3 separate regions of the Mus musculus genome follow, and all the other regions are linked to region 1. Evidence: chromatin contacts called from public HiChIP or PLAC-seq and promoter capture Hi-C data. All regions are on one chromosome and are shown on one strand. The core of a region is the stretch at or near the end of the contact, and the rest is flanking DNA. Distances in the headings are between cores, read along the strand shown. Region 1 holds the start of Hoxc8 (homeobox C8). Region 2 holds the start of Itga5 (integrin alpha 5 (fibronectin receptor alpha)). Region 3 holds the start of Zfp385a (zinc finger protein 385A).

Region 1 (4,049 bases), core at 837-3,336:
TCAGTTCTGTACTGAGCAGTCTCTCAGATCTCTCAGATCAAGGCTGGAGTCAAAGATGCAGCAGGCTCTGGCGGTGAGGGGAGGGCGGTTGGGGGGGGAGAGGGGAGGAGATGCTCTGGGGTGCCCCCCCCCAATGTTCTGGACTCTAGTGAGACCTGAAGCCTACTGCACTTCTGGACCCTTCTCTTCTGCTGCTTCAGAGCTCAAGTTCTGTGTCCAAGAGTTTGGGCAGTTCCTAAGTTCATTAGTGGTGAGTTCCCTAAATGCAAAAGATTCTAATAGGGTCTCTTGCCTAGACACCAATGAATCACCTTTAGGAATCTGGCTAAGAGTATCCATTTCCCCAATAATTAATTAAATAAAAGAAGGACAGGGGAGAGTTGCTCTTTTTATCCTATTTTGCCCTGCCATTCTTTCTTTGATGACTAGAGCCAGCCCAGAGTTGTCTCATATGGGCAGAAGGAAAGGAAAAGATCTGGTTTTCTAACCAAGTCCTTCCTTGCCTAACCTGCAAACCTCAGGATGTGGGGTGTGGGCAGATCAGATGGATTTTTTTTCTTGATACAAAAACCTACAAATGTATATGTTTATCAAGCACTATGTGAATGTGCCTGGTGTGCATATGTATGTACAGGTCTGTAAGTCAGAGTGGCCACTTCCAGAAATGAGTATGGGTAGTGTAAAATGAACTAGCACTTGGTGTGTCTCTTTATCCCGGGATAAAGAGACATACATACATACATACAGTACATACAGTGTGTGTGTGTGTGTGTGTGTGTGTGTGTGTGTGTGTGTGTGTTTGGAGTGTGCTCCAAGGTGGCCTCACATACTGTAGAGGAAGAAGACAGGGGGAAAAATCATTCTTATTCATCTTCATGAGCACAATAGCCCACACGCACACATTGTTCTTATGCTTTCTTCTCTTTTCTCTCTGAATTAAGCCCACATAACTGCAAACACCATGGCCAGAGAAGGGTGTTGGTTATTTTTTTTCCATTAGAATTAACTTGAATTTGTCCAGTCTTGGGCATGGGGATGCTGCCCCCGCCCAGAAAGTGTGGGTAAATATTTAAAGAGTGTCTGTTGACAGTTCCCTTCCACATCCTGGCCTGGGCAGCCTGCCTGGAGAAGGGCTTGTGTGTGCAGGGAATCCTGAGGGCCCCTCTAGGTTGAGCTGGCATTTCCTAAGGGATGGTGGTTTATGAGAACCAGTAAGAGGTCTACTCTTTTGCACCCTTCAGTCCAGCTGTAATCTCCAAAAATGAAATCTCTTGAGTTGGGCTAGACAGAAACCTGGGCACACAAACTATTCCTTTGAGTCCCCATAAACAGCTTTGCTCTCAGGTTCTCCCAGCCAAGCCTATTGGGGTTCCCTACTCCTTGGAGAGGTTGCTTTCTATAGGTCATGCTGAGGCATATAGAGTGCCCCCCAAGAGCAGTCAAGAGACAAGAGTCCCCAGGATATAAAAATGACAGAGCAGCTCCAGACCTTGAAGAGAGACCAGAGGCTGGAGATTGTGCAGGCTGAAGGGTTTGGGGTACATGATCACCATGCTGGGCTTCTCAGAGTCCTCAGACTTAAGGAACCTCAGAGAACTCATCTTTTGGATTGCAGGCTCAGCCCTGACTTACTAACTCTCACCTCCTGGGGGTCCTCTACCTGTTGAGGTAACCTGAGTTGACCTGATGGCTCAGGTATCTCTCAAAAAGGAAAGAAAAGGGGGAACACCTTCAAACTAGAGTGCACACCTTGGAAAAGCTGGCCTTGTCCATTAGCTAGGGCTGGCTCACCACCCCCTACACACACCACACCCCCATTCCTCGCCTCTCCTCCCTCCCTCTCCTCCAGGTCCCCCCCCCCAGCCCTGAACCCCCTCTCCCCCAGTCTCTCTCTCTCTCTCTCTCTCTCTCTCTCTCTCTCTCTCTCCCTCTCCCTCTCCCTCTCTCTCTCTCTCTCTCTCTCTCTCTCTCTCTCTCTTGCTCGCTCGCTCGCTCGCTCGCTCGCCTGTCTTCATGTCGTGGATTGATGAACGCGAATCGCGTGTAAGCGCCGCCACCGCCGGGAGTCTGAGGAATTCGCCTGGGCTGTTAGAGGAAAGAGCTAAGTGAGAGCGCGCGCTCTACCTACCGACAGTGAGCAGAGAGCTGCAGCCGCCCGAGCCCGCAGCCGGCACCGCGCCCCCACCTGCCCAGCCCCCAGCCCAGCAGTCCAGCCCGGGGGAGCCGGCCAGCTTGGGGTTCGGTCCCGGGGGGAGGGGAGTTTCGGGGATACCCGGCGGGGGAGCGTGATCCAAGGGGAGGGGGCCGCGGGTTTTCATGTACCCAGCATGAGCTCCTACTTCGTCAACCCCCTGTTTTCCAAATACAAAGGCGGCGAGTCCCTGGAACCGGCCTATTACGACTGCCGGTTCCCTCAGAGCGTGGGCAGAAGCCATGCGCTGGTGTACGGGCCCGGCGGCTCCGCGCCCGGTTTCCAGCACGCCTCGCACCACGTCCAAGACTTCTTCCACCACGGCACCTCCGGCATCTCCAACTCGGGCTACCAGCAGAACCCATGCTCGCTGAGCTGCCACGGAGACGCCTCCAAATTCTATGGCTACGAGGCGCTCCCCAGACAGTCCCTTTATGGGGCTCAGCAAGAGGCGAGCGTGGTGCAATATCCCGACTGTAAATCCTCCGCCAACACTAACAGTAGCGAAGGACAAGGCCACTTAAATCAGAACTCGTCTCCCAGCCTCATGTTTCCATGGATGAGACCCCACGGTGAGAAGCCTTTTCTCTTTCCCCCTTGGTCTCCCGCGCTCCGGGGTCTTCCCCCCTCCCTCGCCTCCTTTTTGTCTGCCCTAGCTCGCTTTCCTTCCTGGCTTTGGGGGTCTCTCCCACTCCACTCCCGTGCCTGGGTGGGTTCCTGGGAGATTGAAAGGCTTGGCTGGGGGTGGAGCGTGGGGTGCCTGAGACATTGTGCTTGTTGGGGTGAAGGTGGGGGAAAGGTGACTTGTGGGTGCAAAGGGTTAAAAATCGTTTTCTCTATTCCTTCTGTCTCTCCTTCTTCCCATCTGTAAAGCCAAAGTTGGGGAGATGGCTGGCAAGGACACCCTAAGTAAACTGAGGTTATCAGTCTTTGGGGTTGGTAGCCAGTTTTCCCAAAGACATTTCCCAACGCCAGCCATCCCAAGACAGTGACCAGACTGTTGGGTGAAAAGGAGACCCTTTGCTATCTCCCCCTAGTCAGGGAGAGGGGCAAGACCTCCCCTCTCCCAAGGACAAGCATTCTGCCTCTCTAGGATTGTCACTTCTTCCCCTCAGAGAAGCAGCCTGAAGGCCACTACCCCAACTTTTCTGTACTTCCTCCAATTGAAGAGAAGACTGAAAGCCCGAGAAGAGGAAAATGATTGCTCAAAAGGAGAGAGGGGTCATACCAAGTAGGGGCCTCTGAGATCCAGGGTACTCGAGTCAGGCTACCCGCCAATCAAGAACTATGGAGTCTCTTGGAAAGCTGTTTAGGTCATGAGCCCCTCCAAGGGTGGCCCTTCATGGCCCAATTTCGAAGTACAGGGGGAAGAGATAACGACAAGTTCCGGCAGGGATGGCCCTTGATTTATTTTTGGTCTCCAGTTAGCAATCAGGCAGAGCAGTGATACATTCCAGAAGATCAATTATTTTTCTTATTGGAAAAGCATTAGTCAGAGATCGGCAAGGAGGGGGCAATTGGCACAGCCCCCTCTCCTTTAACCCCAGCCCTTTTCCTTTCTTTTGGAAACAGATTATTTCCCTAGGCCGCCTCACTAAATGCCATTCTGCACTTGTAAACAAAGCTGCAAGGGCTAAGCTGTAGGCCTGAGGGACCCTGATGGCTTCCTTGTCCACCTCAAGCCCTTACTTTTCAGACAACCACGTCCCAGCCCCCACCGTCACCCACCTCCCAAGGTGAAGGAAGTCAAACCAAAACAGCTATGGAAACTTTTCCTGCCCTTGCTTGCCTTCTGCAGTCGGCCTTATCGGCAGGAGGGAGGGAGAACTGGGAATAGCAGAGAGGGAAGTTTGTGGGG
Region 2 (4,049 bases), core at 751-3,250, 380 kb after region 1:
CATCCTCTCTGCTCCATTAGGGTTGTGGTAAGAAATTTGGGGGACCCTGGCAGAGGCTCCGGGACAGGGTGATGAAATGAGGTTTGGGCAAGAGGCCAGGGTGCGGGGTGGGGGTTGGGTGGGGACCTTGAAAAGCTCAAATTCAACGGCTGTGGCCTAGTTATCTTTCTGTTTTTCCATCCCTAAGTCCCTCAGATAAAGTTAAAAAAACTGTCCCTTCCCCAACCAAATTAGCTAGAGTTAATCCCACCCCCAGCCCCCTAATTAAATAACAGCTAAAATCAGATGACTTCTGACAAAGGTCCAATCAAGCCCTAAGATCCCAGGGTCGGTGTAGGTGCTGCCATGGGCAGAGAGAGGCTCAGAGCTAGTAGGTGGAGAAACACCTACTGCTGTCATCAAAGGGGTTCAGGAATATGGCATCTGGGGTCCCTTAGCCCAGCAGTTGGGACCGTCACTTTTCTCTTACTTCCAGACCTCCTCTCCTTATTTAAACAAACACGTTTGTTTCAATGTGGCCTCTAATTTTCCCAAGCCTCTGGGCACCAGTCTAGGTCTGCTTACTACCCGGAAATAAGGATTCTCCATAGAGATTTTCAGGAACCTTCGTTCTGATGCTCTTGGGCCCAGAGAGCCTATATCTTTCTCAGCTTCCGACCCTAGTCCCAGAAGTCTGAGTTCTACTACAGCCGACAAGCTACAGGAAATCAGCTTTTCTCTTCCTCCCAAGAGCTAGAGCAAGAGGGAAACCGCCCACCCCCCTTCAGGCGCGCGCACTCACACCCCTCCCGACACATCCGTGCACCGCCCTGGATTGATCCGGCCACTAGCCCTAGTACCCCCAGTGCCAGGGTTCTGGGATTCTCCCCAAGTTCTTGGATCTCTTCGCCTGAAGAGACTGGGGGTGGGAGGCAATTCAGGAGAATGAGGAGAAAGGGGAGGGAGCCTTCGTCTTCCTCCCGGGTCTTTCCCGAGTCTGAGTTGATGGGGGAGGGGAGGATGAGACTGGCCCCCACATAACCTTCCGACCCTCTCAGTCTGTCTTTCCTCTTACGGCACACGCTTACCCAGCTCCAACCCTCTCAATAGCCCCACCGAGGATCTCGAGGTTCTTCCACTGCCTCCTAAGGCCCTGCCCGGCCTCCGCACCCCCCTCGACTCCCACCCGCCACAGGTCTCCCGCAGCCCACAGATCGCCAGAGACCCTAAGCTTTCTGCGCCCTCTCCTCCCGGTTGGCCCTTAGACCCTGCCTGTACTTCTCCAGCTTCTAGATTCGGGTCCTCTCCTCATGCCACACAAGTTTCGACACCGATCTCACACTCCACGTCGGCCACGGTCCCTCCCTGCTGCAGCGCGGGCCCCCAATTCTAGCTTGGGCCCCCAACTCAAGTCTTGGTCTTTCCAAACTCCGCCCTCCAACTCAAGTCCTGGTCGCTTCCAGTCCTCGGCGCGCCCCCAGTTTCCAGGTGGCCCCCTGCCCGCTTCCCGCCGCCAACCTCGCCACTCACCCGTCCCTTCCCGGCCGGTAAAACTCCACGGAGAAGCCAAAAAGGGAGCCGGGGGGCCCGGAGAGCACCGCCGGGGCCTCCGCGTCTAGGTTGAAGCCCCCAACCTGGAGTGGTGGCGGCCACAGTAGCAGCAGCAGAGGCAGCAGCGGCGGTAGGCGTCGGGGCCCCCAGCGCAGCAGCACCGCGTGGAGAGGAGATCGAGGCGACCGTGGCGTCCAGCTCCCCATAGTGCCCGCTCTTCCCTGTCCTGGGGCCACCGACCCGGAGCCGCTTCCTAAACCTCCCAGAGGCGAATGACTCAACGCGGGGAGGAGTTTGCCAAACTCCCGGCTGGGCCCTCCCCCCGGCCGCCGGGCCGGCTGGCGGGGGGGCATTCCTGGGTCCCGGGGACGCCGAGGCCGCGCCCCGCACCCGAAGGGGCGTGGGGGGCCGCACCTCTGAACCCTGGCTCCGGCCCCAGCTGGAGGCCGGTGGTCTGGCCTGGCTCAGACTGGGCGGGCTTGGGTTCTTCGCCCTCCTCTCCGCTTCCCCCTCCTCCCTCCCCCTCCTTTCCAGATGTACAACGTAAACGCTCGGAAAAGTAGTCGGAAAAGGGAGCAGAAAATTTCCTAATGAGGAAAGGAATCACCTCTGGGGGGCGGAGGGAGCCTGAATATTGTGTGTGTGTGTCTCCCTCATTTCTTCAGGAAAAAAACTTTGGGGTCGAGAGACAGGGGACTCCTCTGGCGTCCGGCCAACAGGGATTCCCCTTGCCTTCCGGGGCCACTGGGTGCCTGGGTTCTGGCCAGCTAGATTGGGACTCTGCAGCCCAGTCACTGAACGCTCCCCAGACAGCCTCCTGGGGTAGCTTCGTTGGCCTCGGGAATTCCGCGGCTGCCCCTCCCCAAGCTGATAGAGTGGAAAGCATAGGACTTTTGGGGTCTCTGACACAGGAGCATTGGGCTTTATTTGCTAACGTTGGGTTTGGAAGTCTCTGTTCTGGCCCTTTCTTGGATTTGATACCTGACCAAGTGGCCAACCTCTCAATTCAGTTCCTTCATCAGATTGCCTGATTTCCTGGATAAGCCCCAGAAAGATAAGTGATGGGTAGCAGTTGTGATGGTGGTGGTGGGGAGTCTTCAAAGGGAACCAACTTTCAGCTTCTGTTGGCCATCTGAAACCCAAGACACTTGCATTATTTGTGTAAGTAGAGGAAGGGGTGGTAGTAAGTGAAGGTACCTTGTTAGCCCCTAGCTCAGGCTGTGTGTGATGAGATCACCTTTCAGGATTCTGGTCTTTATCTTAGTCTGGGGGGAGGGGAGAGAGGCCTACAGTCTCCCCTAATCCCCTTTGCTTTCTACTCCCTTCTCAGCCTTTTTCCTCCAGGACTTCTCCCCTTTCAGAATAAGGCCCACAGAGTAAAATCCTGCCCTCTTCTTGCCCTTCTCTTTTGACCCGTTGTGGCCTGAGGGGATGCTGAATAAAAATCCCAGAGTCATTTTTTTTTTTTTCCTGCTGCATGCTTCCTCTCATCTGTTACTCTTACTCTGCTTTCTGTCCTCAGTCACCCAGCTAGATCTTCAAAAGCAGATCTCCAGGGCCAATTGCAGCCCCAGAGAGAGGCCAGCTGAACAGACTACAGCCTAACCCTGGCTCCATTCCACTTTCACATCTGCAGGTCCTGACCCTTCGTCAGGTGGGAAACATAAGGAATCTGTGGGTCAGGATCTGAGGCAAGCAGTACCCAAAGTCAACCTCTGGTGTGATTGGCCAGGGGGGGAACCCAGGTGAAGAGGAGAATGGACTTTTATTTACTGTTTATAGACATTCATGTGAGGCTTGGGTCCCACATGTGTGAATCCAGCCCTCTCCTTTCTCAGCCCAGACTTTTAGATTTTTTTCCCAGGATTTAGGAGCTGGGGAGGAAGGGGGGAGGTATACAGCTAGGGAGGTGTGTGACTCAGATCCTCCCAGGAGCCTTGGTGGGGGACAGGGGACATAGTGTCCTGCCTTGGTCCTCCTCCTCCTCAATCCCCCAACATTGGCCAACTCAAACAGGCACCCTCCCTGTCCATTCCTCGCTCCTGTTTACGCAGGAGCCCCTTAGTCATTCTCTGGCTAGCTGTTCCACTCTCCCCAATATCCCTCCTCTCTTGGCTCTCTCTGCCCTTATAAGTCCTCACCCAGTGGCCCTGACACCTCTAGCTTTCTCACTTGCCTTCCTTGCCTTTGCCTAGCCTCCCTTTGCTCTGCTTCTTGTTGAGTCTGAACTGGAATTTCTTCCTGCTTGGAGGGACTTCAGCATAACCCTCCAGGCCAGTAAGAGAAAGATCCCCAGAGGGTGTCCATTTAATCTTTCTTTAGAAGAGAAAATTGCTATAGAGTGATGACTTGTTTAAGGTCACATGACTAACCAGTTACGGAGTGTTTAGGACCTGAGTGCTTAAAATTCTGTTTGTTTGTTTACATTTATTTTGTGTGTATGAGATCGTGCACAGATAATGACACTCATGTATGGGTCAGAGAACAACAGAGCAGCATGTGACTCCCTGGGATCAAAC
Region 3 (4,049 bases), core at 883-3,382, 350 kb after region 1:
TTTGGGAAATCTTCCCAACCTGATCAGAAGAACCCTCCCTTTCCAGGCTTCCGCCCCTCACTAAACCAGGGTCTTAGACAGTGGCAGCCTAGGAGTCTGAACTCAGAACTACCATCTTGAACCCTGAGGCCCTGATTCTTATGTGTGCTCTAATTTTGTTTTGAGCTAGGTTCTCACTCTGTAGCCTAGGCTGGCCATGAACTTATTCTTTAGCCTCGACTCCCAATAACCTCCCCCAACCTGCTGTGATGATAGGCATGAGACACCACATACAGCTGAGCTGGGCACAGCCATCTCAGGGTTCCTCTAGGGCTGCCTTGTAGAGGACTCAGTGACCTTAGCATTCAGACCCGAACACCTCAGTATGATTCTAAAGGTGAGTCTTGAGCACTGGCAGGCAGTTTCCTCCCTCGTTGGGATTTAAGGGGATGAGAGGAAAGCTAAGCTGAATGGGGGCACCACTAGATTCCCACCCCCTGTGGACTTGGCAAAAGGAGGGAGTTAATTATCATGTCCTCCAAAGAGATGGCTGGGGCCAGTTGGTGGCAGGGTCCAATGTCAGAGAGTTTGGATTCAGTCTTCTTGTGGCTGGGTGTTGGCAGGGGTCTTCCAGGCCTGATACCTAGTTTAAAGTGGCCTCCAGACCAGGGCAAACAAGGCTTAGCCTGGCCTACTCTGGGCAAGCAGGCTATAGCCGCTACAGCTGGCCCAGGATACAGCTAGAGTACAGGAACACAACGGTAGGCAGAATGTGGAGCCTGTGTGTTAGGGTCCTGAGTCTAAACTGTGTTGAGGTGTCTCCCGGAATTAGAAGGCAGACCACCTACTAGAGACAGCCTTGGGGCAGAGGGATTTAAATAGCTATGATGGTTGGCCAGCTGGAGGGAAGCAAGGCATAAAAGTCGTGAGAGAGGCTGAGACCACACAACAGCTAGATGGAGGAAGGACGCAAGAGTGGAGAAATGGGCTAGGAAAGATACACAGTCACTGGAAAGAAGAGAACACAGGCAGAGAGTCTTGGGAGAGGGATGAGGACACGGGATATAGTTCAGCATAAGCACAGAGCCAGGTGTCCTCAGTGGGGGCAGGGAGACCACAGGTGTCTGAGAGTGGTAGGGGGCTTCACAATAAACAGGGCCCTGGAACCGGCCTAGCCAGGGTGGAGGTCAGAGGTCAGAGCAGGCCCTGCACTGCTGTGGCAGCAGGGTTGAGGGCAGGGGCTGCTGCGGAGTCCGGAGTACAGCTAGGCCCTCTCCTCCCCCATCCCTGGGGCTCCCTTCCCGATGTAGGTCATGAAGATGGGGTGGCCAAGGCTGAACGGGCTGGCTGTCAGAGCCCAGCGGGACTTCCCTTCCCCCCACTCTGACTTTCCTTCTCTCCTTGGTCTCCTGTAGCCCCCGACCCACGGCTGGGGTGGAAGGGAAGAAGGAGGAGAAGAAGAAGGGCCCAGGCAGCCGGCGCAGGGAGAGAGGGGCAGGTCCCGGCGTGTCGGGGCAGGATGGCTGCGGAGACAGGATCTAAGCCGCAAGAGCCCGGGATGGACAGTTTCCCACCCGCTCTTCTACCCAGCCCCCTTATCTTCACCCGTCAGGTTCCCACCTCCCACCACACTCACCTCGAAGCTACACCCAGCATCTTCTTCCTCCGCCCCCCACTTCCTCCTTTCCCTCTTATCCTGGGCCCAGAAGGCTGTCGGAGTGGCTAAGCCAAGGGTGGGGGAAGGCGCTGGAGGTGACGGGTCAGAACCTTTACTCCAACTCTACCAGGCCAGGACCAGCCCCCTCCCACAGTCTCTCCTGCACTGTCTTATAATATTCATGAGCCTCATGAATACGCAATGTTCTCATTATGGGGCGGGGGTCTCGCTCTCTCGGCCTTCCTTTTGCCCCTCCCTATGTTACCAGGAGAAACCGCAGCTAGGGGAAGAGAGGAAGAGGGGACCCCAGATGTGCAGCCAGATGAGGGGGGAGGGGGAATGAGTGGCAGACCGGCGGCCGCAGTCACCGCGGTGCCGAGGTGAGGGAGGGTGGGGGTTGGTGACCCAGTGAGAAGGAACCAGGGACCCGGATCCCAGAGTCGTGGAGACCACTCACCGAGGATCATGCTGGGGACCCTGGCTCCCGGGGTTCCGCGTCGTTCTGTCCCGGGGGCCGTTCTGGTCGGACTCGGGGTACAGGGGGGAGGAGTCGGGGAGGAGCAGGGGCGGGCCGAGGCGGAGCGGGGGCGGGGCCCACAGCAGGTGAAGACCGGAGGGGGCACCCTGGCACCCCGGGCTCCGCGAGGGGGCGTCCTGGCAGCCTCCCGCTTCCTCCAGCCTTTCAGTTACCGCCCCCAATCTCTGGGTTTTAGGATGTCGCTTTAGCTGGGGCTGGGGAACAAGATGGTGTGAGGTTATTGAGGAGGCTGGGAACTAAAATGCCTGGGTTCCTGAGTGGCTCAGTCTGAGGGCGGGAAGACTCATTCTCAGCTGATAGAGGGACAGGATCCTAAGTGATCTGGGGAGGAACAGAGCCCGGGTTGAGTGGGATAGTGATGCCCCTCTAGAGCAATGGGCTGGGTGGGCCCTGGAGGTGCAGGGAGGATGCCTGGGTCCTACTTTGTTCCGCTTCGGAGCAGGATGTCGAGACTGACTATCAGAGGTGAGTCGTGGTTCTGAAGATGGATTCGAGGTTTATCTGACAGTGTTCTTAGGGGAAGCTAAGTGAACAGATTGCATTCAGTGGTCCTGAGGAGGCAGAAATTAGAAGCTTGCAGTGGTGATTGCTAGGCTATTTAGAAGATGACAGAAGGTCAGAATCAGCGAGGTTCAACCTTATAGAGATGTCCTGGACTGAGCTGGGGAGGAGGGGCATTTATCCCGGGGTTAAATGCAGGACACCTTACCAAGAAGAGCTTTGATTCAGGTGGCAGGGGTGTAAGAAGGCTGGGGAGACGTTTGAGAATGGGATGTTCCTAAGGCAAACAGGAGGAAGCTGGAGTGTGAGAGTCGGATAGGTATCTAGGGAAGATGCAGCTGCTACAGCCTGAACCTGTCTGTACCTGCCACAAGAGGGAGGGCAGCAGGCAGAGTTCCCAGAAGGCCAAGCAGCCAGCTTTAGGCCAACCCAGCCAGAGGGAGAGGGGGTGAGACTGGGAATTGGAACACTCATGGTTTAGGGAGGGTGGAGGCAAGAGTGAAAAGCGGGGTCATGAGTGATAGGATTGGATTCAGAAACTTTGAGGAAAGGAGGGCATTTCCAGCTTCTGGCGGGAAGTTGGGGCTTGATTGCTAACTCAGGTGCAGGAATTTTAGATTTGTTCCTACTGTGAGCCTCAGCAATGTCTGCCTTCCATCTGTGAAAAGCTGTTTGCAATTGCCAAGATACTCCAGCTCAAGGCTAGGTGAAAGATGGGTGCCGGCACCCTAGTCTTTGAGTCCTGTGATCCTGCTTTGAGGAAAGATGTGGGATCTCTGGGTCCACGAGAGGCCATCTTCTCGCTTTGAATCTAACTTGCTGGAATCCTCCTGCACTTCTATAACAGAAAGCCTGCTTCCTAGGTTTAGCCCCTCCTCTCCTTTTCCAGGTTTCTCCCCTGGGGAGGAGACATACTAAAACGAGGGCCAGCACTGGGCTTGGCTGATTCGAGAGCCCCCTCCTTGCCCTTCAGGCCCACCTGCCCACACTGTCTTTCCAGGGTCTCCCGAGTTAGGTGGAACTCAGATGAGGGATTGCTTAGCTTACTATGGGAGGCAGCTGGCTAGAGGGTGCGGTGACCTTGCAGGCAGCTGGGGGGTTGGGGGAGCATTGTGTGGGGCAGATTCATTATTGATGAGCCCCTGCACCCCAGGCTACTAATGAGTCCAGGCCGGCTGCCCTAATTGATGTCAAGAAACTTGAGACCCCCAGATCATCTTCCCGCTTGCCAGCTGCCTCTCCTGAGCCCCTTCCCCCTCTGACATCTCCAGTCGCTCTGCTTCCGTTTACTTCTTCACTTCTCTCTTCCATTTCCACCAACTCAGGCAAGCAAGGAGAAGGTTCGGGCGGCTGATCTCCACAGACAGACTCCAT

What was found. Promoter capture Hi-C pulls out the DNA fragments that hold promoters and counts their contacts. HiChIP or PLAC-seq counts read pairs in DNA pulled down with a chosen protein or histone mark.
Region 2: a promoter capture Hi-C map of embryonic stem cells shows a contact between it and region 1, with 12 read pairs. The contact joins the promoter of Itga5 here to the promoter of Hoxc8 in region 1. A contact is called at or near these places in 7 of 39 promoter capture datasets (cranial neural crest, embryonic stem cells, frontonasal cranial neural crest and 3 more), 6 of 115 datasets of contacts at active chromatin or transcription factors (acute myeloid leukemia, embryonic limb bud, embryonic stem cells and 2 more) and 1 of 9 other capture datasets (pancreatic islet).
Region 3: a contact with region 1 is called in an H3K4me3 HiChIP or PLAC-seq map of neural tube, with 4 times the contacts expected there. The contact joins the promoter of Zfp385a here to the promoter of Hoxc8 in region 1. A contact is called at or near these places in 17 of 39 promoter capture datasets (the C10 cell line, the HPC-7 cell line, HPC-7-derived erythroid cells and 11 more), 1 of 15 datasets of contacts at CTCF or cohesin (large pre-B cells), 18 of 484 Hi-C or Micro-C datasets (the 3T3-L1 cell line, the AML12 cell line, ECoMG myeloid progenitors and 11 more), 10 of 115 datasets of contacts at active chromatin or transcription factors (craniofacial prominence, embryonic basal ganglia, embryonic forebrain and 7 more) and 3 of 9 other capture datasets (adipose tissue, embryonic stem cells and pancreatic islet).

What each region holds. Positions count from the first base shown.
Region 1 is chr15:102,988,453-102,992,501 of GRCm38.p6, forward strand. It overlaps Hoxc8 (homeobox C8), which reads left to right and starts at 2,087. Exons shown (of 2, transcript NM_010466.2): 1 at 2,087-2,763. The coding sequence starts at 2,328.
Region 2 is chr15:103,364,791-103,368,839 of GRCm38.p6, forward strand. Itga5 (integrin alpha 5 (fibronectin receptor alpha)) reads right to left here and starts at 2,001. Exons shown (of 30, transcript NM_010577.4): 1 at 1,510-2,001. The coding sequence starts at 1,736.
Region 3 is chr15:103,337,954-103,342,002 of GRCm38.p6, forward strand. Zfp385a (zinc finger protein 385A) reads right to left here and starts at 2,133. Exons shown (of 8, transcript NM_013866.2): 1 at 2,094-2,133. The coding sequence starts at 2,103.